7 separate regions of the Sus scrofa genome follow, and regions 1, 2, 3, 4, 5 and 6 are each linked to region 7. A link is a contact called in public Hi-C and HiChIP or PLAC-seq data. All regions are on one chromosome and are shown on one strand. The core of a region is the stretch at or near the end of the contact, and the rest is flanking DNA. Distances in the headings are between cores, read along the strand shown. Region 1 overlaps RAD51B (DNA repair protein RAD51 homolog 2). Region 2 overlaps RAD51B (DNA repair protein RAD51 homolog 2). Region 3 overlaps RAD51B (DNA repair protein RAD51 homolog 2). Region 4 overlaps RAD51B (DNA repair protein RAD51 homolog 2). Region 5 overlaps RAD51B (DNA repair protein RAD51 homolog 2). Region 6 overlaps RAD51B (DNA repair protein RAD51 homolog 2). Region 7 has its middle 120 kb from the start of ZFP36L1.

Evidence for each region. A called contact is a pair of places that touch in the nucleus more often than the background predicts. HiChIP or PLAC-seq counts read pairs in DNA pulled down with a chosen protein or histone mark.
Region 1: a Hi-C map of embryonic fibroblasts shows a contact between it and region 7, with 7 times the contacts expected there. The contact joins two enhancer-like sites. A contact is called at or near these places in 8 of 47 Hi-C or Micro-C datasets (alveolar macrophages, embryonic fibroblasts, heart right ventricle and 4 more) and 2 of 2 datasets of contacts at active chromatin or transcription factors (alveolar macrophages and skeletal muscle).
Region 2: a contact with region 7 is called in an H3K27ac HiChIP or PLAC-seq map of alveolar macrophages. The contact joins two enhancer-like sites. A contact is called at or near these places in 2 of 2 datasets of contacts at active chromatin or transcription factors (alveolar macrophages and skeletal muscle).
Region 3: a contact with region 7 is called in an H3K27ac HiChIP or PLAC-seq map of alveolar macrophages. The contact joins two enhancer-like sites. A contact is called at or near these places in 1 of 47 Hi-C or Micro-C datasets (embryonic fibroblasts) and 2 of 2 datasets of contacts at active chromatin or transcription factors (alveolar macrophages and skeletal muscle).
Region 4: an H3K27ac HiChIP or PLAC-seq map of alveolar macrophages shows a contact between it and region 7. The contact joins two enhancer-like sites. A contact is called at or near these places in 2 of 47 Hi-C or Micro-C datasets (embryonic fibroblasts and liver) and 2 of 2 datasets of contacts at active chromatin or transcription factors (alveolar macrophages and skeletal muscle).
Region 5: a contact with region 7 is called in an H3K27ac HiChIP or PLAC-seq map of alveolar macrophages. The contact joins two enhancer-like sites. A contact is called at or near these places in 1 of 47 Hi-C or Micro-C datasets (liver) and 2 of 2 datasets of contacts at active chromatin or transcription factors (alveolar macrophages and skeletal muscle).
Region 6: a contact with region 7 is called in an H3K27ac HiChIP or PLAC-seq map of alveolar macrophages. The contact joins two enhancer-like sites. A contact is called at or near these places in 2 of 2 datasets of contacts at active chromatin or transcription factors (alveolar macrophages and skeletal muscle).

The regions. Positions count from the first base shown.
Region 1 is chr7:91,967,441-91,970,817 of Sscrofa11.1, reverse strand. The region is part of intron 8 of RAD51B (DNA repair protein RAD51 homolog 2); the gene reads right to left. Among named protein-coding and RNA genes, the nearest start is that of RAD51B, 380 kb to the right of the region's middle. Within about 2 kb of position 1,762, at least 10 of the 83 cell types and tissues checked have an H3K27ac peak or open chromatin away from gene starts, as enhancers often do. A contact at or near this core is called in embryonic fibroblasts, where this site is marked.
Region 2 is chr7:91,986,180-91,989,239 of Sscrofa11.1, reverse strand. All of the region lies in intron 8 of RAD51B (DNA repair protein RAD51 homolog 2), which reads right to left. Among named protein-coding and RNA genes, the nearest start is that of RAD51B, 400 kb to the right of the region's middle. Within about 2 kb of position 1,644, at least 15 of the 83 cell types and tissues checked have an H3K27ac peak or open chromatin away from gene starts, as enhancers often do. A contact at or near this core is called in alveolar macrophages, where this site is marked.
Region 3 is chr7:92,113,277-92,116,450 of Sscrofa11.1, reverse strand. The region is part of intron 9 of RAD51B (DNA repair protein RAD51 homolog 2); the gene reads right to left. All of the region lies in intron 1 of LOC106507734 (a long non-coding RNA gene), which reads left to right. Among named protein-coding and RNA genes, the nearest start is that of ZFP36L1, 380 kb to the left of the region's middle. Within about 2 kb of position 1,365, at least 13 of the 83 cell types and tissues checked have an H3K27ac peak or open chromatin away from gene starts, as enhancers often do. A contact at or near this core is called in alveolar macrophages, where this site is marked.
Region 4 is chr7:92,094,104-92,097,172 of Sscrofa11.1, reverse strand. All of the region lies in intron 9 of RAD51B (DNA repair protein RAD51 homolog 2), which reads right to left. Among named protein-coding and RNA genes, the nearest start is that of ZFP36L1, 400 kb to the left of the region's middle. Within about 2 kb of position 1,547, at least 12 of the 83 cell types and tissues checked have an H3K27ac peak or open chromatin away from gene starts, as enhancers often do. A contact at or near this core is called in alveolar macrophages and liver, where this site is marked.
Region 5 is chr7:92,075,111-92,078,316 of Sscrofa11.1, reverse strand. The region is part of intron 9 of RAD51B (DNA repair protein RAD51 homolog 2); the gene reads right to left. Among named protein-coding and RNA genes, the nearest start is that of ZFP36L1, 420 kb to the left of the region's middle. Within about 2 kb of position 1,271, at least 17 of the 83 cell types and tissues checked have an H3K27ac peak or open chromatin away from gene starts, as enhancers often do. A contact at or near this core is called in alveolar macrophages, where this site is marked.
Region 6 is chr7:92,035,355-92,038,543 of Sscrofa11.1, reverse strand. The region is part of intron 9 of RAD51B (DNA repair protein RAD51 homolog 2); the gene reads right to left. Among named protein-coding and RNA genes, the nearest start is that of RAD51B, 440 kb to the right of the region's middle. Within about 2 kb of position 1,288, at least 23 of the 83 cell types and tissues checked have an H3K27ac peak or open chromatin away from gene starts, as enhancers often do. A contact at or near this core is called in alveolar macrophages and skeletal muscle, where this site is marked.
Region 7 is chr7:92,377,403-92,380,463 of Sscrofa11.1, reverse strand. No RefSeq gene overlaps it. Among named protein-coding and RNA genes, the nearest start is that of ZFP36L1, 120 kb to the left of the region's middle. Within about 2 kb of position 1,378, at least 45 of the 83 cell types and tissues checked have an H3K27ac peak or open chromatin away from gene starts, as enhancers often do. A contact at or near this core is called in alveolar macrophages, embryonic fibroblasts, liver and 1 more, where this site is marked.

The sequences.
Region 1 (3,377 bases), core at 513-3,012, 410 kb after region 7:
CTACTCCAATTTACTTTTTTTTTTTTTTTTTTTTTCCTTTTTTTCCTGGCACTACCTGCGGCAAATGGAAGTTGCCAAGCCAGGGGTCAACTTGGAGCTGTAGCTGAAGCCTCCACCAGGGCAACACTGGATCCGAGCTGCATCTGTGATCTACACTGTAGCTTTCGGCAACACCGGATCCTTAACCCACTGAGCGAGGGTAGGGATCAAACTTGCATCCTCACAGAGACAACACTGGGTCCTTAACCCACTGGGCCACAATGGGAACTCCCCAGTTTACTCTTTCAAAAAACAGTCTATGGTAGAAATAAAAGGCAAAGAGTCCCCACTTTTACAAAGCTTATAACTGAGTTAGGATGTCAAAAATTTTCATAGAAAACAGCACTTAAAACTCTAATATAGTCTTATAATAAACTTCAGGGTTTTATAATATTGTTACAATGGAAATCTTCCAATTAAAAAAACTACCCATGCACTAACTTAACAAGTCAACTGTTTTCATTTATCCATGCTCCATCCTGATCCATATATACACATTTTTATAATTTGATATTCTGTTCTTACTGTTTACCATCATGGCAAAATTCTTACCGATGCAAAATATTTAAAATCATTTAACTTTAAATTGTTATCAATTAATAGAAGCATAGTATTAAAGGAACTAGTCACCACTGTTAGACATTGAGGGTGTTTTCCCTTCATAAATAATGCTGCAATTAATCTGACTACTGCATTGATCATTTTCTAATTTTTTTCCATCTTAGATTTTATTACTTTTCTCTAGAACTTTTGCCCCCAGTAATCAAATGGTAAAGTAAGAGCTTTGTTCATAGAAATACTGATTACTTACGATCTTTTTAATATGTCTTAGATGAATAAACCCAAATTTTATATTGATGATTTTAGTATTTATCTGCCTCAATTTGATTGCTTCCTGTGCCCAAAGTCTAACTTTTTATATCAACTGTCAGATCTGTTAAAGTTTCACAGCAAGAGAGATGGGTGGTGAGAGATTAAGACAGTAGGATAGGCTTGTGAAGGAGGGAGGATCTGACCCAGGGCTTGGAGACATAGAAGGATTGTGAGCTGATCTCAGAGAAGAGGGACTCTACAGATAAAGAAAGCAGGGTGAGAGAAAATCCCAAACTGCTATGATGAAGCAGTGTAATTCACAGAGCTTCTTCCCCAAGAGCACCAGAGGTATGGGTGGGAACAGCTGTAACAAGGGTGAGTAAGAGAAGGGACACATGGAAGGATCTGAAAACCAGCCCTAAAAACTTCCACTTCCCAAACGGAAATGAATTCAGAGTCATAGTCATCGAATCAGATGAAACATTTAAATGGACTCTTCGGTAAGACTTCTCTGGGGCTGATTTCAGATGCCCAAATCTGCCTGGCAGGATGAAGAGAAACTTCTTACTCTTTTCCAGAGAGAACACTTAGCAGACATCAGATGGTGAGGGGCAAGACAGAAATGGCCACCAACATTGGCTAGGAGAGGTAACAAAGATGCTATAACTTCAGTTACACAAGCTGTAACTCCAGTGACCTATTCTCAGAGTCAATGCCCAAAGAGAGTAAATCTGTATCCACTTGTCAAATTCAATGTGTCACCTGACCAAATCGAGTCAGAGGTAAGGTGTAGCACATATTTCTCTAGTTGACCACAGAATAATGTCCTGGATCCAGATGAATTCTCTTTGCACAGTATTTATTATTCTAATAAACCAAATGGAATGTTTAGAGATGACTGGAGCAATCTGATTGGCAAACTTACAGGGCATTCATTCTTCCAAGGTGACTGGTGCATGAAAAGTGAAACTATAGCACTCGTGTAAACAATCCATCTGCCTCATTTCCCTCCCCCAGGCACCTCTAATTTTCAGCTTATGTTAGCTGTAAGACGAGCTAATGTTTTTAGTGTAGAAAAATGGCATTATCCCAGACAGGACTTACTTTAAGGAAAAGAGGAAAAATGCTAAAGCCATACAGATGGTATCAGTAGGTACTGGTACCCATGACCAATGACTAAGATGAATCACTATTACATTTCAGCAGACAGGTGAGACCATGAATCTCAGAAACTAAACACTAACTTATTTCAGGCATCAAAAGTTCCACTTTAAACAAAACTGTGTGATAACTTTTGCCCATAAATATGTATAGTCTTGAACCGATCCCAAAGAAATGACTGCAAATCAGTAATACAGTCTGATTAACTCATTCTTTCAAAAAGGTCCCTCCCTATGGGTACTTGGAAAATTAAGAGCAAATGATTATCTTATGAGGCAAACAATTTATAAAAAGGAGCCAGGTAAGTCAGACATGAAAACAGGACTCGGAATTATGGGGCCAGAACCAAGATGCACAGGCTCCTTCCTGGAGCCAGACCAACACACCAAATAGATGCCCTTCAAGGTGAATTCTTAATGATCTCCAGGTAGTTACCTTACACTTATCGTTGGCAAATCTTACTTCTTCTTGATGTTATTAATGCTTGCTTTCAACTCTTCCCCCCCCCATCTTTGGATTCATTCTTAGATCCAAAAGAGGAAGCATTTTTTGAAAATAGTTGAAACACAAAACTCTTTAAGATATTCATATTTTTAGAAAGGAGAGGAAAAGGAAGAAAAAAGGAGGAGGAGGAGCTAAATGAAGGAGGAAGAAAAAGAAATAAAAATGAGAGAGAATGAGGAAGAAATGAGAGGTACTAGGTGAAAGGGGGAAGGAAGGAGAAGGGAGGATGTAGTTCTGTCTAGGAGGAGAAACAGAATATTCCAGACATGAAGGAATCAAGGCCACAGAGAAGTACATGCTGGACTATTTTTCCAGCTCCTCCCAAATCACGTCCTGGTTACTCAGTACCTGAGTATTCATAAAGCCCAATGCATTCACCTAACAGACTTCATAATGTTCAAGCCACAATCCCTTTGGTGGTTTGATGAAAGCTATGGAAGCCATCTCAGAAAAATATTTCCAAGTACATAAAATAAAATACAAAGAGAAACTTCCTACTCTTTTCCAGAGAGAACACTTAGCAGACATCAGATGGTGAGGGGCATGACAGAAATGGCCAGCAACACTGGCTAGGACAATCACAAAGGACACCAATTTTATGGAAATCCAGTTTTCAGACATAACTTTCGAATACACGAAATATTAATAAATATGCCTCTTAATTGATTAAACAGCAAAATCTAGTGGTGGGCCTAATGTAATCACGATAATGTCAAAGTAGTGGTAAGTATAAGGAATATTTCAAGATATCTGGAACAATTGAAATAGTCAAGTATCAATAATTTAAAATCACAGGTACTGCTAATACAACTGTGGTGTGTTGTCTTCCTTCGGAATGGAAGGAAATGTTAAACAATTTC
Region 2 (3,060 bases), core at 395-2,894, 390 kb after region 7:
CACTCAGTTTCCAATGGAAATGGCATTGAGGTCACTTGTTTAAAATGACAGTGGTTTATAACAGTAGTTTGAGAGTCTACACTGAAGCCTCTGGCACCCGACTTGACATCTGAAAAGCTCAGTTTTATCCCTGTGAAATGGGAACTGTGAAACTCAATGCTTCATGGTCTGGGCAGTGGCAGTGTGTGCATGAAATAAACTGCTGAATTTGTGATGATTAAACATGGCAAAAACAGCAAAAATATGAAATTTTTGTATTATATTCATACCCAACATGATACATATGGTTAATCTGAGGTTAACTCAGATATATCAGCTGAATAGATTCTAATCCTCTATTATCAACCACAGAAACATGAGTCTGAATACTAGGCCCGTGAGCCGACTGTGTCAAAGGCATTTCCTCTACAACCATGGGGAGGACTCTTCTCTAGGTACAGGTACTCCAGGAGCTCTGGAGGGAAATTCCTCTCTAAAATGGCTCCTATCTAGAAGTGCTATCTTGTTGATTAACATTAATATTTTGCTACATAGTCCATCAAATCCTTAAACACTTAATTCTCATCTATTATTATTTCCTTGGATTTTTTTTTTTTTTTTTTTGCTCTTTAGGGCCACACCTGTGGTATACGGAAGTTCCCAGGCTAGGGGCTGAATTGGAGCTACAGCTGCCTGGCCTACACCACAGGCACAGCAACGTGAGATCCAAGCCGTATCTGTAACCTACACCACAGCTCACAGCAATGCTGGATCCTTAACCTACTGAGCTGGGCCAGGAATCGAATCCGAGTCCTCATGGTTACTAGTCAGGTTCATTACTGCTGAGCCACGACGGGAACTCCTCTTTTTGGATTTTTATAGCAACCTTCTGAGATGTGGAGAAAAGCTGTTATTGTCCTTATTAATAAGACGAAACTGAGGCTCAGAGAAGTTACTGGAATTGCGCCTTTGAAAGGAGGTAGGATTCTCATCCTAAATTTTGACAGTATTCGACTATCGTCATTTCTGCAAAATACCATCCTTACTCAGCAGAATAGAAATTAAAATTAAACTTTAGCAAAACTAGAGTTTCAGAAGGCAAAACAGGGTTTACCTGAGGTCAGGGGAGGGGACTGATTGCAAGGGAACATGAGGGAATTTTGGGGGTGATGGAAGTGTCGTTATCGGGTTTACATATTTGCCAAAACTCAAGCAAATTATATGCTTTAATGTATGTAAATTAAAATTTTAAAATGTGATGTTAATCTAATCCCCCAATTTTACTTTCCATAAACAAGGGAAATTATTGCCGTTTGTTAATCTCTTTCTACTGCTTTTGTCCAGAAGGCTAATTATCTCCTTGGAATGTTCTAGCAGTAAACATGTTCCGTCATCATTTCCTTCATGTTAGATGCAATGGCATTCTAGGTTTGCATAGGGGGATTTTTGTTCCTATGATACCATTTGTATTTGCCCTATGTAGTTGCCTACACTGAGGTATGTTTTTAATATTTGTGGTTGTCACAAGGTTTCTATGATTAGGGCTACTCTGGGGATCTGAATCAGCTGGATTGTTCACATTCAGAGCTCAAAACCAAAAGAGCAAACATTTCCAAAGAGCAAAAAAAAAAAGCAATGTCTTTCCTGAGAGCACAATATACTTCCCCTTTCGGAGCTGCCTTTGACACAGCTAAAGGGCACACAGATCCTCGGACGCAGCCTACAGGGGCAGATTCACAAGTCTGCTTTTTGGGGTGCGGGCACTCAATGAGAACTCAAGGCTCTGGTCTCCTGCTTTGGAACTGATTTGGAACCCTGATTCTGTACTCCTAAAAGATGAGCCCTCTGTCTCTGCAGCTCTGCACAGTACCCAGAACTACCTAAATAAACGGTTTGCTGATGGCTTGATGAAATAGAAATATTTACATATTTTCATAGCACTTTACAGAGTGCCTTCACATTTATTAGCGCACTTGAGGCAACAAATCTTGGGCATTCAGGGCTGTGATTAACTCTATTTCATAGAGATATCAAAGTCACCAGGAATATATGCTGTTTGTCAAAAGGCACTCGGCTCTTAGGTGGTGGAGTTAGAAGTTTGTTTTAGAGCCTGTCCTCTGCTCATTTACACCACAGGGCCTCTGATAACTTCACTCAGATCAAAAAGCCATGGGCTTCCAGAGAAGGAAGTCTCTAACATGTATTTCCGAGAGTGCAGACATTGATCACTTTGCTAGACAAGGATTTCCTCATTCCTCATGAGTTGGGGAAGAGATAAAGAATAAACAGGAGGGGAACATCTCTCCACCATCTACAAACCCTGTGCATACACCTTATCCCATTTGGTGGCATGACATCTCATTTACTGTGCATTCCAACATCACTGTATTTATAATCCGTATTTTGCTGAGCAGTCATATTTATCCCTCAGAGCATTAGCCATCCACTCCCTCCTCTGTGAACACTTCCCTGATCTTCCAGAGCAAATCGTTTTCCTTCTCTGGGTTACTTGATTCATACCAATAGAATAGCATTTACTATCTTACACTGTGCAATTAATTTTTTCATACCAGTCCATCCCCCTAGTCTGGGAACACCTTAAAAACAAGCACCATTGTCTCATTCACTTCTGTGCCACGGGCACAGCACCTGATACCTGGCAGATCCCAAGGAAATTATTGCTAAAAACTCACTATGGGACCTAACAAGTATGTGTGATGTTCTTAGCCATAAATGAATGATCCGTCTTAAGAGATCAAAGTTTACTAAGGTCAAATGAGCTACTGTTCCAAAGACACAGTAGCTCTGCCATTATAATCCTACCTCCAGCTCCAGTTTAAGAAGTCCATTTTAACCACTGATAAAAGTTATCGTAGGGCGTTCCTGTCGTGGCGCTGCGCTAACGAACCTGACTAGTATCCATAAGGACTGGTCTTGCTCAGTGGGTTAAGGATCCAGTGTTGCCACAAGCTGTGGTGTAGGCTGCAGACATGGCTCAGATCTCAAGCTGCTATGGCTGTGGTGTAGGCCGGCAGGTGTAGCTCCAATTTAACTCCTAACCTGGGAAACTTCCATATGCCA
Region 3 (3,174 bases), core at 116-2,615, 260 kb after region 7:
AGGGAATTGAAGCCCGCGTCCTCATGGATGCTAGCCGGGTTCCTTACCACGAAGCCACGATGGAAAATCCTTTTTTTTTTTTTTTTTTTCCTTCCTGCCCTTTTAGATGAAAGACAACTTATTGAAACTCGAGAAGAAATTTTAAAAAGGAAAAAAAAAAGAATTAAAATACTGGCAAATGTTTTCGGTACCGAAATAAGTTTGGGGAAAGGGATGGTATGTTAGCATTGGATCTGACATTCTCTTTCTTATCTCTGGTCCTCACTTCCTGAAGCCTGTTCTATATAATGCATGATAGCATATGGTCGGCTGCTGGCTAGCAGACAGGACCCTGGAGTTCTGTTTCTGACTTCGCTGTGGGATTTTAATGAGACCAGGTGGGAGAAGAGGATGATGTAACAAAGAATGGCAGGGCAGGCCTTGGTAAGGACCCGTCACCTTGCTTCTCTGAGCCTCAGTTTCCTCATCCATGATAAGAAGGGGTTGTTCAAAAAGATCTCAGAGTTCCTGCCTATACTAAAAACTTTGCTTTTATGGTATTTTAATGCAAGAAATTAGTTCCTCGTTCTGCCCCTCCCTTTTTCCAGAAGTGTGAGAATACTCCATGTGCTGTCTTTGAATATCTGTACCCTACCCAGCACCCATTTAAGCCTAAAGTGAGTGCAGACGTCTGGTCCTTTTCCTAAGAGCAGATTTCTCTCCAGACTCGGGATTTTCTTGGCCTCTCCTACCTACGAAAACCTTCTGATGGGTAAACATGTGTTGGCCAGGGGCCAAGCCCCAGCAAACACAACTTCATAACAACAAAGCTTAAAGATGGGAGTCTGAGTGAGAGGGTAGGGATTAGAAGGGGATTATCATTCATTAAATTCAGTTTCTCCTGTTTGAAACCAGGCCCATGGAAGTTGCTGAGCTTCGGCATATGTTGTTTTGTTGGGTCATTCATCTGAACTGAGGAAGTGACTGAGAACTTTTTTAGCCCCAATAGGAAGATGAAGTGGGGAAATACTTAGATCTGCTTTTTTCCAAGTTTCCCAGAGTGGCCTAAGTTACTTCTGCTAGTGGGTCATCAGCTCTTTTTCTATTTGATGCAGAAAGCCAGAATTTCAGGGACCAACGCTGAAGAGGGTGGAGGTGGGATTAAAGGGAGGAAGACTGCCTAGGACAGCGTATGTGTCGAACAAAGATTCAAGATGACCTACAAGCTCCGTGAGACCACAGGGAAAAGGTATCATGTATGAGACTGAAACAGGCTCAGATGCCTATCCTCCAGCAAAATCAACTTCCTTGGGTGCTTGTGGTTCATCAACTGAACCTGTGAACCAGCTGTATGTAGCATATACTCTACTTCCTCAGGTCTTTAAAATTGACAATGGTCTGTAGGTCAAGTTCCAACGGAAGTCATATTTCTGACCTAGCTCTATAAATAGAGCACTGGAAAAAAACCATCAGCTGCGCATGGCCCAGGGACCACACGCTATCTATTAAGTAAGTAACCACAGTATCTGTGCTGCCATTTTAGCTGAGAAAAAAAAAATATCTTTTGTTATTTATAATCTTCTGAGCTTTGAGAGTCTCAAAATACTTTAAAGCTATTAGTCTTCTTTCAGATTTACAAATAAAGGATCTGAAGCGTGAAACCACACAATAACTGCCTCAACAGCATCTGTCCACGGAGGAAGGCATTCGGCCTGCGTGAAGAATAAGGCTGCTTCACTTTGGGAAAGCAGGAGATTTCATTCCCAGGGTCTCTTGGTTAGAGGTGAAAGATGGGAATGCAGTGCTGAATCTTGCGTAACACACCTAGGCTGGTCCACGTTTCAATAAAACTCATTGCTGAGGAAGGTAAGAAATGTGAAGAAGACAAGAAGAGTGGGGTGATCAGAACCTCTGGAATGCAAGGGTGAGGGATGGCTTAATCCTCCAGGCAGAAGGTGGAAACAAAGTTAGTTAATCACTAGGATAAAGACTGGTATGCGTCAGCAGAAGCCACTCAAGCAGCTCCCCTGGTTTTCCTGTGGGGAGAAAATACTTTATGTTTCCCATAGTCATAGAGTGGTTATCATCCAACCAGGACACTTCTGAAAATGACATGGGGACATTTTAGCAAGTGTATTGGGATAACAGCGATACATCGGGACTGTGCTGGGCAAACCAAGATGGTAAGGTCCCCTGACAGAGACGGCGCATAGGACATTTTCCTGAACTGGGATGAAGATGCTGACTCTACAAAGAAAAACGGGTCCTTCTTAAACGCATGTATCAACCAGAATTCTCTAGGGGATACGGCATAGGATTTCTTCACCATGTTTACAGGGATGATCAAGGTTCTCAGACAGCGAGGAAAACATGGGTTTGAGAAGGACAGAACAAGGGTGTCTGAAGAGAAACAGCTTTTAGCGCTGCCCAGGATGCCACGCCCCTGATTCTCTTCTCCAATAACACAGCTCTCCTCCTGCCACCTTCCATTTATGGCAAAGAAATCCTGAGCAAGGACCTAAGCTAGGTCTCCTGACCCTTTGAAAAGAATTCTTTAATTAAAAATAAATGCACTCACTGGAGAGAACACATACTATCCTTAAGGAAATGCTACCAAAACAAAGAAAACAAAACCCCAAACATTGAAGGGAAGCTGAGGCATTTTCTTGTAAATGTAGGCTTCATTCCACCGAAGCCAGGAAGATGCTTCTGTGAAACGGGTTTTCATCCACAACATGCATCCTACCAGCTCACCGTAAGTCAGTGAATTGCTCAAAATGTGGCCATCAGCTGTCTCAGTAGGAACGTTGCTTCTCTACTCTCTTTGTAGAATCTGAGGCAGCAAGAGGACCAGAGCTGGATTCTAGGAAGTCTTGAGTATTATATATGGTCATCATTGGATGTTTTGACCAGTTGATATTTTTTCAGGTGACTTTTTTCTCCTGGCTGAGGCAGAGGAATACAGCCACTTACTTTTAATTTCAGATAGTTTTATAGTCTTGGCTGCTAGAGAGGAAAAAAAAATCCCCCTCAGATGTGTGCATTGCCTTTGGAGAAAGCTGGGAAGGGTTAAAGTGACATATCCTATCCCCCCCCAACTGTTTGAAATTTCTTCTTGAAACTATTTATTTATTTAGTCTTTTGAGGGCCACACCTGCAGCATATGGAAGTTCCCAGGCTAGGGGGCAAATCAGA
Region 4 (3,069 bases), core at 298-2,797, 280 kb after region 7:
TAACGAGCACAGCATACTTTCATTTTAGAGTTGGAAAAGACTTCACAAAATAGCTAGTCCTTTTCAGCAAACACTCTTTTTTTTTTTTTTTTTTTTTGTCTTTTTGCTATTTCTTTGGGCCGCTCCTGCAGCATATGGAGGTTCCCAGGCTAGGGGTCGAATCGGAGCTGTAGCCACTGGCCTACGCCAGAGCCACAGCAACTCGGGATCCGAGCCGCATCTGCAACCTACACCACAGCTCACAGCAATGCCGGATCGTTAACCCACTGAGCAAGGGCAGGGACCAAACCCACAATCTCATGGTTCCTAGTCAGATTCGTTAACCACAGCGCCACGACGGGAACTCCTCAGCAAACACTCTTTTGCAGATGAGAAGACCAAGGGCCAGAGAGGTCAAAATAAGTGCATAGAAGTGACTTGCAGATCCCACCCAGCTTGTCCGAAGAGAAGGTCACATTCCTGAAAAACTCTTCTCAGAAAAGTGCCATGAGTGTCATCACTGGATGTTCCTAATGCAAGACTAGGACCAGACATAAGACATGTCCTCCTGGGTATTGTCTTGGGGGACCAATTAGGCTTACTCATTCTTAGCTTCCTGATGGGCTCTTGTGCTCATCAGTGTTTTTAGGAGGAGTGGAGGAGCACCTGGCTGATGGAACATACACACGGTACCCTCAAACTCCCCAGGCGGTCAGTCTGAAGTTGCCATTGCCTTGAGGGGGTGCTAGGAGGGAAGCGGCTGCTTGCGGATGAAAGGCCAAACTCTATCACACTGGCTCTAAGAGTTTTTGGAAGGATGAGCTGAGTCCAAAGCAGAGCTTCCACTGTTCTTGTGGGGACTGAGGGAAGGCTTCGCCTGGACGTGATGCTGCAGTGAAGGCTGCAGGCCTGGGAAGCTGCCCATCGCAGGAGGCGGCAGCCCAGCTGATGGGAGAGTCAGGCTGAGCAGTCCCACTGTTCCCCGAGACCTGGATCCAGCGCATAGCCAGGGGACGTGAGCAGGAACACAATGTGGTGTCCGAGCTAATGACTTAGCAAAACAGAGACAGATGGCCATTGCAGTAACTTAACGCTCCCGTCTCTGTTTGCAACCAGCTCCCACTAGCTTCTCCCCCGTCCTCACACTACCTAACGACCCAGCCCTCTCTGTCCATCTTGGAAGATCATGGTCACAGACAAACCATCCTGTCTAAAAAAAATAAAATAAAATAAAAAAGCTGTGACATGCTTTCTAAATATAACCGTAGCCCACAGGTGGGGTGCAGGGGAGGGGAGGAGGTCTCTAGAGAGACACTGACCTTTGGTTCCAGGAAAAAGGCAAGTTAATTTGACTGAATTCTTGTGATTGTATACTCGACATATAATTCCTAACAACTGCATAAAAGGTACACAGCTGCAAGAATGCTCATAGGGGTATAACTTACAACCTGCGGATGAACACATGAAAAGGGAACTTTTATTCTGACCCCCAAATAAGTTTCCTTTAGTCAGAGCTATAGACTGTGGAACAGTTTCCTTCTTAAGCATTTATCACATGCGATAAATGAGGCTCGCGCATACCGAGAGCAGACTTTGACACTGGGGGAGGCAAACAACTGCTTTACAGTTTATTTACTGCTCTTTTAAAGTTTTTTCTTTTTTCCCTGTTTCTTTTTCAATGGTCATTGTTTCCAGGTGGCATTACTGTGCCAGCTGCTCAGAGACTCACCTGGCACAGAGGCCAGCCAGGACTGGGCCATATTGGAAAATCCTGTCTCATACTTTCAAAAGTTGGTTCATTTTTACAATAATCTCTTTAATAATCAAACTCCAGTAGGTAAACAACCGAAGACCCTTGGGAAGCAAAAGAAGTTTTAAAATAAATCCCTGACTGAAGCATTTTGGTAAATGTCCCCCCCACCCCCCAACCCAAAGTTTACCTATTTATCACCTTCAATAAGGTAATAAGAAACTTAAAAAAATTAAGCGAAACTTCACTGATGCAAATGGGTTTTGCTTTCACAAAGTGAAAAGCTGACTCATGAGAAGAAACTGAAGCGGTCACTGAATTATTCAATAGGCCTAAATAGGGATATTGAGAAAGACGCTTGAAGCAAAAAGTATACACCTCATCCCTGCTCATCTCCCAAACTTCCCCACCCAGCGGGGTCACTACCCGCTTACCTCTGTCTTCCTAGAATAGGGCCCCAGGACTCATATAGTCAAAGCGTCAGCTGGAAGGTCTGTGGCTTGCCAGCCAGCAGAGTCAACTTTAGACCCAAGGATGTCTGGGGAAATGTTTATATTCTACTCCTGACCATAGACCTGATCATGAGGGGCAGCAAAATATGCTGGTGGAGACCTTGAGCATTGGGTATGGAAAGTAACACTGTGAGGGAACCGAATGCAACCTCTCTAGAAGTGGAACCTTCACTGTGGGACACACTTGCCAACCCCAAGGGCCAGCTGTTGTTCATGGGAAGTAACCAGACACAACCTCCCCGTAAAAAGAGGAGGGTATCCTGAAGAAGTGAAACTGGTGCGCTATCCTCATCTAGTTCAGTTGCATTTCCTGCGTTGTACACTATACGGTTTCACAGCTTCATCACTGCTGGCATTTGGGGCTGGACCGAGTCTTGGTTGTAGGGGGCTGTCTTATGCACTGTAGGATGTTTAGGGGTGGCCTACAGAAGCATCCCCCTCCAGCTTCATAGCCCCTGGAGTGGCACGACCATTCCAGGTTGAGAACAAGCGGTACACCAGGATACACCACAGGGCTAAAAATTCTGAAAAAGCTTGAATGGGAAACATTGTAAACTTACGGCCGATGCTTTGAAAAGGTAACTAATTAGCTTGTTTAAAAAAAACCAGTTAAATAATTAGCTTGTATTTTTATCTTGCTTATTAATAAGACTCCAACTCAGAAGCATCCAAAGAGAATAAAATACAGAAGGAGAATCAGCAGCAAAGAGGCACTGATGCTCCAATGGGGAGAAATTCAAGAGCAAGTGAAGAATTAATTGATTTTTTTTTCAGTTGGTTTCTTATCTGGAAAGAAGGATTAGAGTAAAGTAAAGGAATACAATGAAT
Region 5 (3,206 bases), core at 22-2,521, 300 kb after region 7:
TTCCTTAGAGTCAAACATCTCAGAAGGTAGCTTGTCAAGGACAGTAGATCAGGGGTGTTCTTTTGCCATTCATCATCTGCTATAGACCTTATGTTAGTGACATATTTATTTTTGCTGTTTCCTTAATAAGAATACTAAACATGAGTTGGTCTAGCTTTAGTTAAGACTGGAACACTTCCATTATGGCCAGAGAAAAGATGGTCTGGCCAATGTCCTCTTACTGTAAGAGAGAGACACTGGGTATCTTTTGGGAATTGACTGTGGTCTGTTTGTTATTTGAAGCTAATGAACAGTTGAGAATAAGCATTTAACAGATGGTCCAGAGAAATAAGACAATATGTCAATCCATTTATCAGAACTTCCAGGACTCCCACTTCAGAATTTCTGAACAATTAAAATGACACTGGGGTTGTTAAGAGTTAATCTTAGAAGTGTTTATTATGCTCAAGGATATCTAGTTATCAAAAAAAAAAATGTTTCTTCAATTTACAAAAAAAGCGATACCAGTCTTTGAATTGTTCTGTGGTCGCAACAGAGCAATCAACAGGAACATCTGGAAAACTCTCCTTCCTGCCCGAGTATTTCACAAATGTATTAAAATTATCACTGGAAAAAAGTCAGGAAATGAAAAGGTAAGGGGAAAATATTATATTCTTCTAGTGGCCAGTCATAAAGCCAACAGTTTTGGAGTCTGATATGTCAAAGAGGTGATAACATTTTGTAAACAGTTGGGAGTATGACTTATACAAAGTAAAGGAAGATAGTTTTAAAATATAATTTAGACAGCCAGACAGTTTCTGATAGTACATATGGCCTAGATGAGAGAGAAGGTCTTGATTGCCTTTTCTGTTTGTTTTCTCTTCTTTTCTTTTCTTTTTTTTTGAACAAGGAGAAAGAATTTGTAGACCACACTGATTAGTTAATGATCTGGAAACTAAAGGAGCTGGGTTTTCATCTTAAACTTTGAAATTAATTCATCGTGTGGTTTGGGGAAAGACTTGAATCTGCCTAGCCTCAATTTCTCCAGATGAAATATCTAGATTATATGATGCACCATAATTCACCAAATAAAAAGCCTTTACAAATAATAATGCATGCACATGCAAGCTCGAAAGATTAGCCAACTCATAGGTCTTAAGACCGAAAACACTGGGATCATAAGACAAATACGATGGCTCCTTGCTTTCCAGCGGTGCTATCAGAGTGTGGATAGAAATAACCTCACATCGTTCCTCATTAAACAGCTAAAGCCGGCACAGAATCTGACTTCTCTTTTTTCCCTATTTCACATACAGGCCCTTTTCTTTCCACATACAAGCAGTGCCATTAAAGCTGATGGTCGGAGGGGCCCTCAAAGTTCCTTTTCTCCCAGCTCACGCTCACTCTGCTGTGAATTCCAGCCCTCCATCTCCAGGCCCAAGCACTTCCTGCAGGCCCAGGAGAGCCTGAGCCAAGTGCCAGAGTACCACAGCTCTGAGGCACTCATCCCAGGGCAGCCTGGCCAGTCAAGGGCAGTGAGAATGCCAGCGCGGAGCTATGGGCGTCTCTGCCCCAACACCTGCCACTTCCTGCCTAAAACTCTCCAAAGAACGCTGGGGTCTCGGGAGCATGAGTGGGAAAACTGGCAGAAGGGAAAACCTGATCCTAGGCTCAAAACAGCAATAAAAATAAAATTAAACACACACACACACACACACACACACACGATTCTTCACGTCTTCGATTGAAGTTGCCTGAGTACTTCACACTGGAACTATGGGCAAGAGGATTTTCTGAAAAAAGGAAAAAAAAAAAAAAAAACTGCACACACAACAGACCTTACTGCTCCCTTGAAGGGGCTTATTTAAGGCAAAACAAGGCCTCCCATCATTCCTGTGAGAGATCATTGTCCCCCTGGTTGCCACAGCGCCCTGTGAGGCTGTGGGAAACAAATGACCTCAGAGGCACTGCAGTGTGTGTCACTGCGAAAGAAAAGAAACGCGAGGGGGGCTGGGGGCGGACGGGGGTGGGGGGATGCTGCTGCCCAGCGGAGCCCTCCAGGCCCGGCCGGCGTCCAATGACATGCCTCCAGGCCCAGCAGGGATGAGGCTCGCGGCCCCCGGAGTCTCCCGCCGGCCAGTAACGGGATTAGGCTCCCACTCCCCAGAAGCCAAGCGTCTTTCTGGACGTCCCGCGGCTCGCTCTGGTCAATCCGCCTTCTAATTGGCCCTCTTCACAAAGTGCCCGCCGATTGTTAGTGTCTCACTCTGTTTAATGGGTGTCTTGAGTCAAGAGAGGGCTCTTCTGGGGCCCAGGAGGGGAGTGGGAGGGGAGAAGCGGGCATGGGGTGAGGGGGTGGCTGGGAGCCGGGGGAGGAGGGCGGGGGACAGGGACACAAGTGCAGCCCTGCGAGGAGAGAGGATGGCAGAGGACGGACGAGAACGTGTTAGGAGGAGCCTGATGGCGACCTGAAGGCCAAGCACATGCCAAAGGGACAGTTACTCGGCCATACCCCGCGGGCATCCGAGAAAGAGCCCACTACCTTGGGGCCCCCATTCAGAGCCTGTGCAGAAAAAGGGAGGGCAGCCCGGGTCAGAAGAGGGTCTCCCTGGAGCACAGCACTCTCTCCAAGATGCTAACACATCATGGATTTTACCTTTTATTTAGGGGGCTCTGTGATTTCCATCTTGTACCTGGGCACATGGCCGCTCACCAGTGAAGGGAGGGCTCTGAGTCTTACTAAATTGGCGCCTCTCCTTTCAACACACACACCACACCACACACCACACACACACATGCATGCACGCACGCACGCAGCCTGTTTCCGGCTCCTCCTGGAGTCCTGGTGGAGACACCGTGATAGAGCATCTTTTTTAACACTGGGCAATGACACCAGCCCTGGCCCTCTGCCCTGGCCCACCGCTGGAACCACAGAGTGATGCTAAGGCCTAGGTGATGAGCCCAGTGAGGCAGCCCTGCAGGAGCGGGCACAGGTGAGAGGAGCCAGCACACAGCAGCCAGGAAGCGTCCTGAGTCCCCACCTGCACCCTTACCACATTCTGACTCTAACACTGACGAAAATTCAGAAACCACAGATAAGCAGAAAGAATAACATATTATCAACACACCAAATGTATAGTGTATGGATGAAATTCCTTTAGTGCTTTCCTATGCAAATATGTAGCGTTGAGGTGTATGCCTTGCTTTTGACTGTTTATTCACCTAAG
Region 6 (3,189 bases), core at 39-2,538, 340 kb after region 7:
TGTTCCCTTTCAGAAAATGAACATTCACTTTTCGTCAAACTCTGAGATACAGTGACTTGTTTTAGTAGGATCAAAAAAAAAAAAAAAAAAAATCCATGTTTACTCAGCACGAGTAAAGCTCAAGTTTTACGTGGGGTCTAAAGAGCTACCAATGCTGGCAGGCCTAATTGTGTAAACATGAAAATGGTCTTTTTTTCCCTTTCTTTCTTTTTTTAAAAAAACAAAACAAAACAAAAGGAGCCATACATGCAGAGACAGTTGTGCTGGGCCAACGTGGGGTCTCCTGCAAAGATCAGATCATCCAAGAAGCCCGCTTTGATCTGACCAAAGACCGGTATTTAATCTCCTATGTGGGAGAAACTATAGTTCTTAGATTAATTACCCAGCCACAGATCTGCTGCCAAGCTGCTCCAAGCCTCTCTTCCTAATGTGAAATAAAGCGGCATTTACTTCAAACCATGTGGTAGAGCCAGCCTGTGCCAGAGAATATGCATTCCTTTTCCACTCATTTACAGAGACATAAAAGTTCAGGGCATCACTCATTCACGTGCATTTAGAGCGACGATCGGTCTCTATACCATTATTTCTTCTCAATTTGCTAGAGAGAGGACCAGGGGCTGACAGGGAGTGATTCTTGGAAAGAAACCCTGAAAATGAGAGGGAGTTAAGTTTCCATGGGAAGAGTTATCTTCTTGGTTGAAATGTACCACCTGAAAAGAGACAAAGACTGAAACTCTTGCAGGCGGAACCCCCGCAGAGTGCCATTAGCTGGCGTCCTGCAGAAAACCAGTTGGGTTCTGGCAACTGGATGACAGTGGCAGTAGGTGGGGAGAGGAAGTCATATTTAGAACCTATGGTTCCAGTGACATGGCTCCCATGCTCTGCAGGCAAGTGACCTCTATGGCCTGTCATGGGGACCAGAGGATCAAAACTTGGACTCGCTGGGCGATCCTGAATGAAGTTCTGACCCTTCCTGTAGGTCTATTGCCTCAACTAGGAAAACATAAATACACAGACCCACCCGCTTTGGTGCGAAATGAGGTTGCATCACCTTTTTGGCGCCATAATCAGGACGTGTCTTGTTAGTATTACACTACTGCTCTGTAGAATCAAGTGTGTGGAGGCTTCAGGCTTCCAATATATGAATGAACGCCAGTAAGCAAATGATCCACAGCCAAAGGTGAAATCAGATTCTCTGAAAAGAGGCGAGTATTTTAGGGCTGCCTTTCAAGAAGCTGCAGCCACACCCAATGACCAGGGTCTAAACGGAAGTGACTCAACACTGTTGGGCTGCATTTCTTTGGCTGGGCAGTACCTTGTCAACCATCTCCAAATGAGGCCTGCACAGGGTGAGGGATCTGAATGAGTGCACAGGGGTCAGAGGTCAGAGGGCTGGGGGGGCAGGGACAGAGAGCACACAATGGAGGAGGAGTAAACCAGGCAGTGGAACTGTCCTTTCATCAAATGCTGATTTTTCTCTGGGCAGAATGATTATGGGGATCTTATTGTCAGCACTCTTAGCCTGATCTTTCCAGACACTTCTCTGAAGAGTGAAGGACCCTGACCAAACCCTCCCCAGATCAGCAGTTGGGGAGGTGGAAGGAGGAATTTTAATTTTTTTTTTTTTTGTCTTTTGTCTTTTGTCTTTTTAGGGCCGTGCACATAGCATATGGAAGTTCCCTGGTTAGCGGTTGAATTAGAGCTGTAGCTGCCAACCTATACCACAGCCACAGCAATGCTGAATCCTTAACCCAGTGAGCAAGGCCAGGGATCGAACCTGCATCCTGATGGTGGCTAGTCAGATTCGTTTCCACTGAGCCACGACAAGAATGCTCAGGAAGGAGGAATTTTAAAAGCTGGTGATGTACGTAGAATTCTTAGTAGGGAGCTAGATTTCACTCCGCTGGCATGGAGCTCTCGCTAGAACCTAATCTCTGGCTGCCGGGCCTGGAGAAGCTACAGCCATTAGAGGCCACAGGGGGCTTCAGGCTTCTGGCTCCCTGATTTCAAAAGAGCCAAGGGAAAAAGGAGAAAACCAGTCACTAGGCATCCTGGTCAATGCCAGCTACTGTCACACCGTTCCGTACGCTTTCTATCCACGAAACCATTTCCCTCACTCCAGACCTATCCCCACCTCCACCCCCCAATCTCACTGACTGTCACTCAGCCTCCCATGGTTCTAGGGAAAGGGCAGGCCAAAAGCTAAGGATGCCTTTGTTTTCATCTCCGAGATAGGATGGCATGGGGTCCTGAGTGCCAAGGTACCAAGATAAGAGGGGTGCTCAAAATGCCCAGATGGCTGGAGAATGAAAACCCAGAGGACAAGAGCCAAGTTTGCACAGCAGACAAGGGCCGCTGTGGCCGGGGCTGGAAGTGGAGTCCTTGTCATCCACAGGCAGCAGCGGAACTAAAGGGAAGCCATCCCCCGACTCAGCTGTGGGAGTTGGGCAGCTTCCCAGCTGGAAGGGGCTCCCAAACACATCCCTGCGAGCTCCCAAGGAAAGACAGAGCTGCCTTAAAAACAACAAACAAAAAGGGCCGCTAATCAAGAGGAACTTTAGACTGAAGAACGAGATTCAGTCATCCTTCCAGAAAGACGCATGTCTGGGCCAGGGCCCAAGAGCATGACATTCAGCTGCTGTCCTCCTCTCTGGGGGCCCAAGTTCGGAGGCACTGAAAGGAGAAGAGATTCACAAAGGAGGCAGATGGAAAGCCCCCACATGCAGTGCAGTTTGCATACAGATATTAGACTTCACCAGGTAGAGGCAATCACAATTGTAATTGGCTGCTTGGAACTGAAAGAGTGGTTTTGAATAAGAAATCAGCAACGACCGCAAAACTCAGATCGTTCCCTTTCCTCCAAACTTTGAACGTTGTAGCCATTTGGGGGTTGATGCCCAGTGCTGGAAATCCTGGAACCACCCCAGTTTCTGACTCTTTGAGACACCCCCAGTAAGGGCTACTTCCGTGCTTGGTAAAACAAAGGTATGGCGCACAAATAGCCCAAAGGGCCACCCAAAGGGCCAAGCTTAAAACTTATAACCAGGTTATCTCGTTAACAATGGCTGCTCTCTTCATTTCCTCCCTAATACTTTCAATCCTATTCACAGTGCTTTTAGCAATATTCTATCTTCCATGAATTCTTCGGATAGAAAGGCTAGGACATCACCAGGGGACTCCAACAAAACA
Region 7 (3,061 bases), core at 129-2,628:
AGGCTCCAGACAGCCCAGAGCAAAAGCAGTGCCTCTGCCCATTCCTCCCTTTTTTTTTTTTTTTTTTTTTTTTTTAATTTTTTGTCTTTTGTCTTTTTTTTTTTTTTTTGCTGCTGTTGTTGTTGTTGCTATTTCTTGGGCTGCTCCCGCGGCATATGGAGGTTCCCAGGCTAGGGGTTGAATCGGAGCTGTAGCCACCGGCCTACGCCAGAGCCACAGCAACGCGGGATCCGAGCCGCGTCTGTAACCTACACCACAGCTCACAGCAACGCCGGATCGTTACCCCACTGAGCAAGGGCAGGGATCGAACCCGCAACCTCATGGTTCCTAGTCGGATTCGTTAACCACTGCGCCACGACGGGAACTCCCCATTCCTCCCTTTTGGCCTCTATTCTCTTTCTTAAGGAGAAGACCTCCTGCTTTTTTTTTTTTTTTTTATCACCTGGGTTCAGACAACCCCTTTCCCCGTGGACAGTTCTGACTAGACCAGAATGTGAGCAGGTGGAAAGCTGCGACTTTCCAAGAGTCTCTCTGTTTGGACTGACCGCTCTGCGCATCCTGATCCTGAGAGCCAAGGGAATGAGGGTGCGGCAGAGAGGCAGCCACTGCACCAGGCTTCAGAACAGCTTCGTTGGCTGTGCCTCAGTTTCCCCACCAGGAGCCTGGCATGGAGGGGTTTTGCAAAGCCAATTCGGGGAAATTCCTGAGACTGGAGGCAGCTCTGGTCCTTTCCAGATCCTCTTCTTCAGACTTCCCCAGAGTCAGATGTCCAGCCACACAAATTCTTCTTGTCCATTCTGTGGCCCAAACAGCCTAGGGCACGTTGGAGGCTGGAGACAATGGTGGTTTCGCTGAGGCCATCAGAAAAAGCGTGCTCGGCCACAGGCTGGGCCCATGCGATGCTCATGAAACTGGAGGGGGCTGCCCAGCTTCCCTGTGGGACAGAGCTCGCTCACTGGGTCCAGCAAAGGCCTCGTTCAATTGGCCTGTCTTCTTTCCTCTCTGCTGGGGGCTGTCCTTCTCCTTCTTTCTCCGACGGCCCTCTTCTTTCTAAGCTCTCAGCACCATGGAACTGCACGGCCTCTGAGACCTGGAGCATCTCAAAGAGCCAGCTTTTTTCCAGCCAGCTCCATCGCTGTGAAGAGTCTGAGGGCTTTTTCTTTTAAAGATAAGTTGGGGAAAGGGTTAGAAGTGCTGAGAAGTCACGTCTGTTTCTTCTTTCTTTTCCTTTCCCCCTCTGGGGCTGAGAGACTAGATTTTTTTCCTTTTTACAGTACATTTTGGCAGGCCCCATTTTTTTTCTGACAGAAAAAAAAAATAACAGGCATATTTTGGGCGATTACTCAACTGGGGTCCTTTGTGACAGGATATGCAGCTGCGTGACTAATGGAGCTGGCTTTCTCCTGGCTTCCTTCCCCTTTCAGAGCTCTTGTTTACTGCCCTATACAAAAAAAAAAAAAAAAAAAAAAAAAAAAAAAGCCATAAGTTACAGATTTTTATAAAAAAAAATGCCTCGTGAGATACTCAAAGGCAATAAATCCTCTGGATATTCCATTTCCAGGGCTGCAAACTCCCCGCCCTCTCCCACTTTTTCTTTTCAAATGTTCAAGCTCTTGACTCACAACATGTGAATCTTCTCCCACCCCACAGGCCCGCTTTCTTGTGAACATATGTCCAGCAGATCATCTATGTGAGTGTGTCTGAGTGTGTGTGTGTGTGTGTGTGTGTGTGTGAGAGAGAGAGAGAGAGAGAGAGAGAGAGAGAGAGTGGGGGGTGGGGGAGGGGTGCACGATGAAAACCATATTTTTGCTGCTTAACTCAGCAATTGCTAAAGGAAGGAATAATGACTTCCAGGGGCCTCGGGACATTTTTTTTTTTTTTTCTTCTTTTCCAAGGCTTTTGTGTTTCCATAATCTATGACAATTTTGTGGTGTAAGCAAAAGTTATTAGGAAACATGGAACTAACTACACGGGGTAGGGTATGTTCTTTGCAGGGACGGATGGTCTCTTTACAGAGGAAATCCAAATTTGGCTGGCTTTGGAATTCAGAATTCTTGGGCTTCCCATAGAACTTTTGGGAGAAACTCTCTAGCTTGCAGTGTTTGACCACTGGAACTGGCCTTTGGTTTTTCTAGAGATCAATCAGTTTGTTATTTGAGGAGGTGTCTGGCCTAGGGATGGGAAAAGCTGACTGACTCGTTAGGATTGATGGAGACAGGTGGGTGCAGATGAGATGCAAAGTTGGTGGCCGAGCGATGGGTGGAGTCTTGTGTGATCTGGAGGAAGTCACTTAATATATGCAAGTCTCAGTGGCTCCTACGTTAAAATTAGGATAGGGAGTTTCCGTCATGGCGCAGCAGAAACAAATCTGACTAGTAGCCATGAGGATGCAGGTTCGATCCCTGGCCTCAGCAGAAACAAATCTGACTAGTAGCCATGAGGATGCAGGTTCGATCCCTGGCCTCGCTCAGTGGGTTAAGGATCTGGCGTTGCCGTGAGCTGTGGTGTAGGTCGCAGACAAAACTCAGATCCCATGTGGCTGTGGCTGTGGTGTAGGTTGGCAGCTGCAACTTCCATTTGATCCCTAGCCTGGGAATTTCCATATGCTGAGGGTGTGGCCCTAAAAAACCAAAGAAAAAAACCAACAACAAAAAAATCAGGGTAGAGTTTCCTCTCCTCCAGGTTGCTGGCAAGGGAAGGGAGGTGGTAGAAGTTCAAGGCACGGGGGAAACTGGACAGAAAGATGCAGGGCTTAGTCCTAATGCTTCTTCCTCTGGGGCCGGCTCAAGCTCTCAACAGAGGAGAGAGCCTTGTTCCCTGGGAACTCTGGTGCCATGTGATGAAGGGGAGAGTGGTTCTTGACACAGTGGCCCAGGACAGAGTATTTCAGGGCTGTGTTCCAGGATGGTGCCATCTTCAGGTTGGCCCACTCCTTAGCTATCTTCCACGCGGGGCTCAGAAGCAGAACTGATCACGTTCCTTTTCTACTTAAGACATGAGCTCATCAAACCTAATCAGCAGGCACCACTCACCCCATCTTGCCCGCTTTGTTTTTTGTACC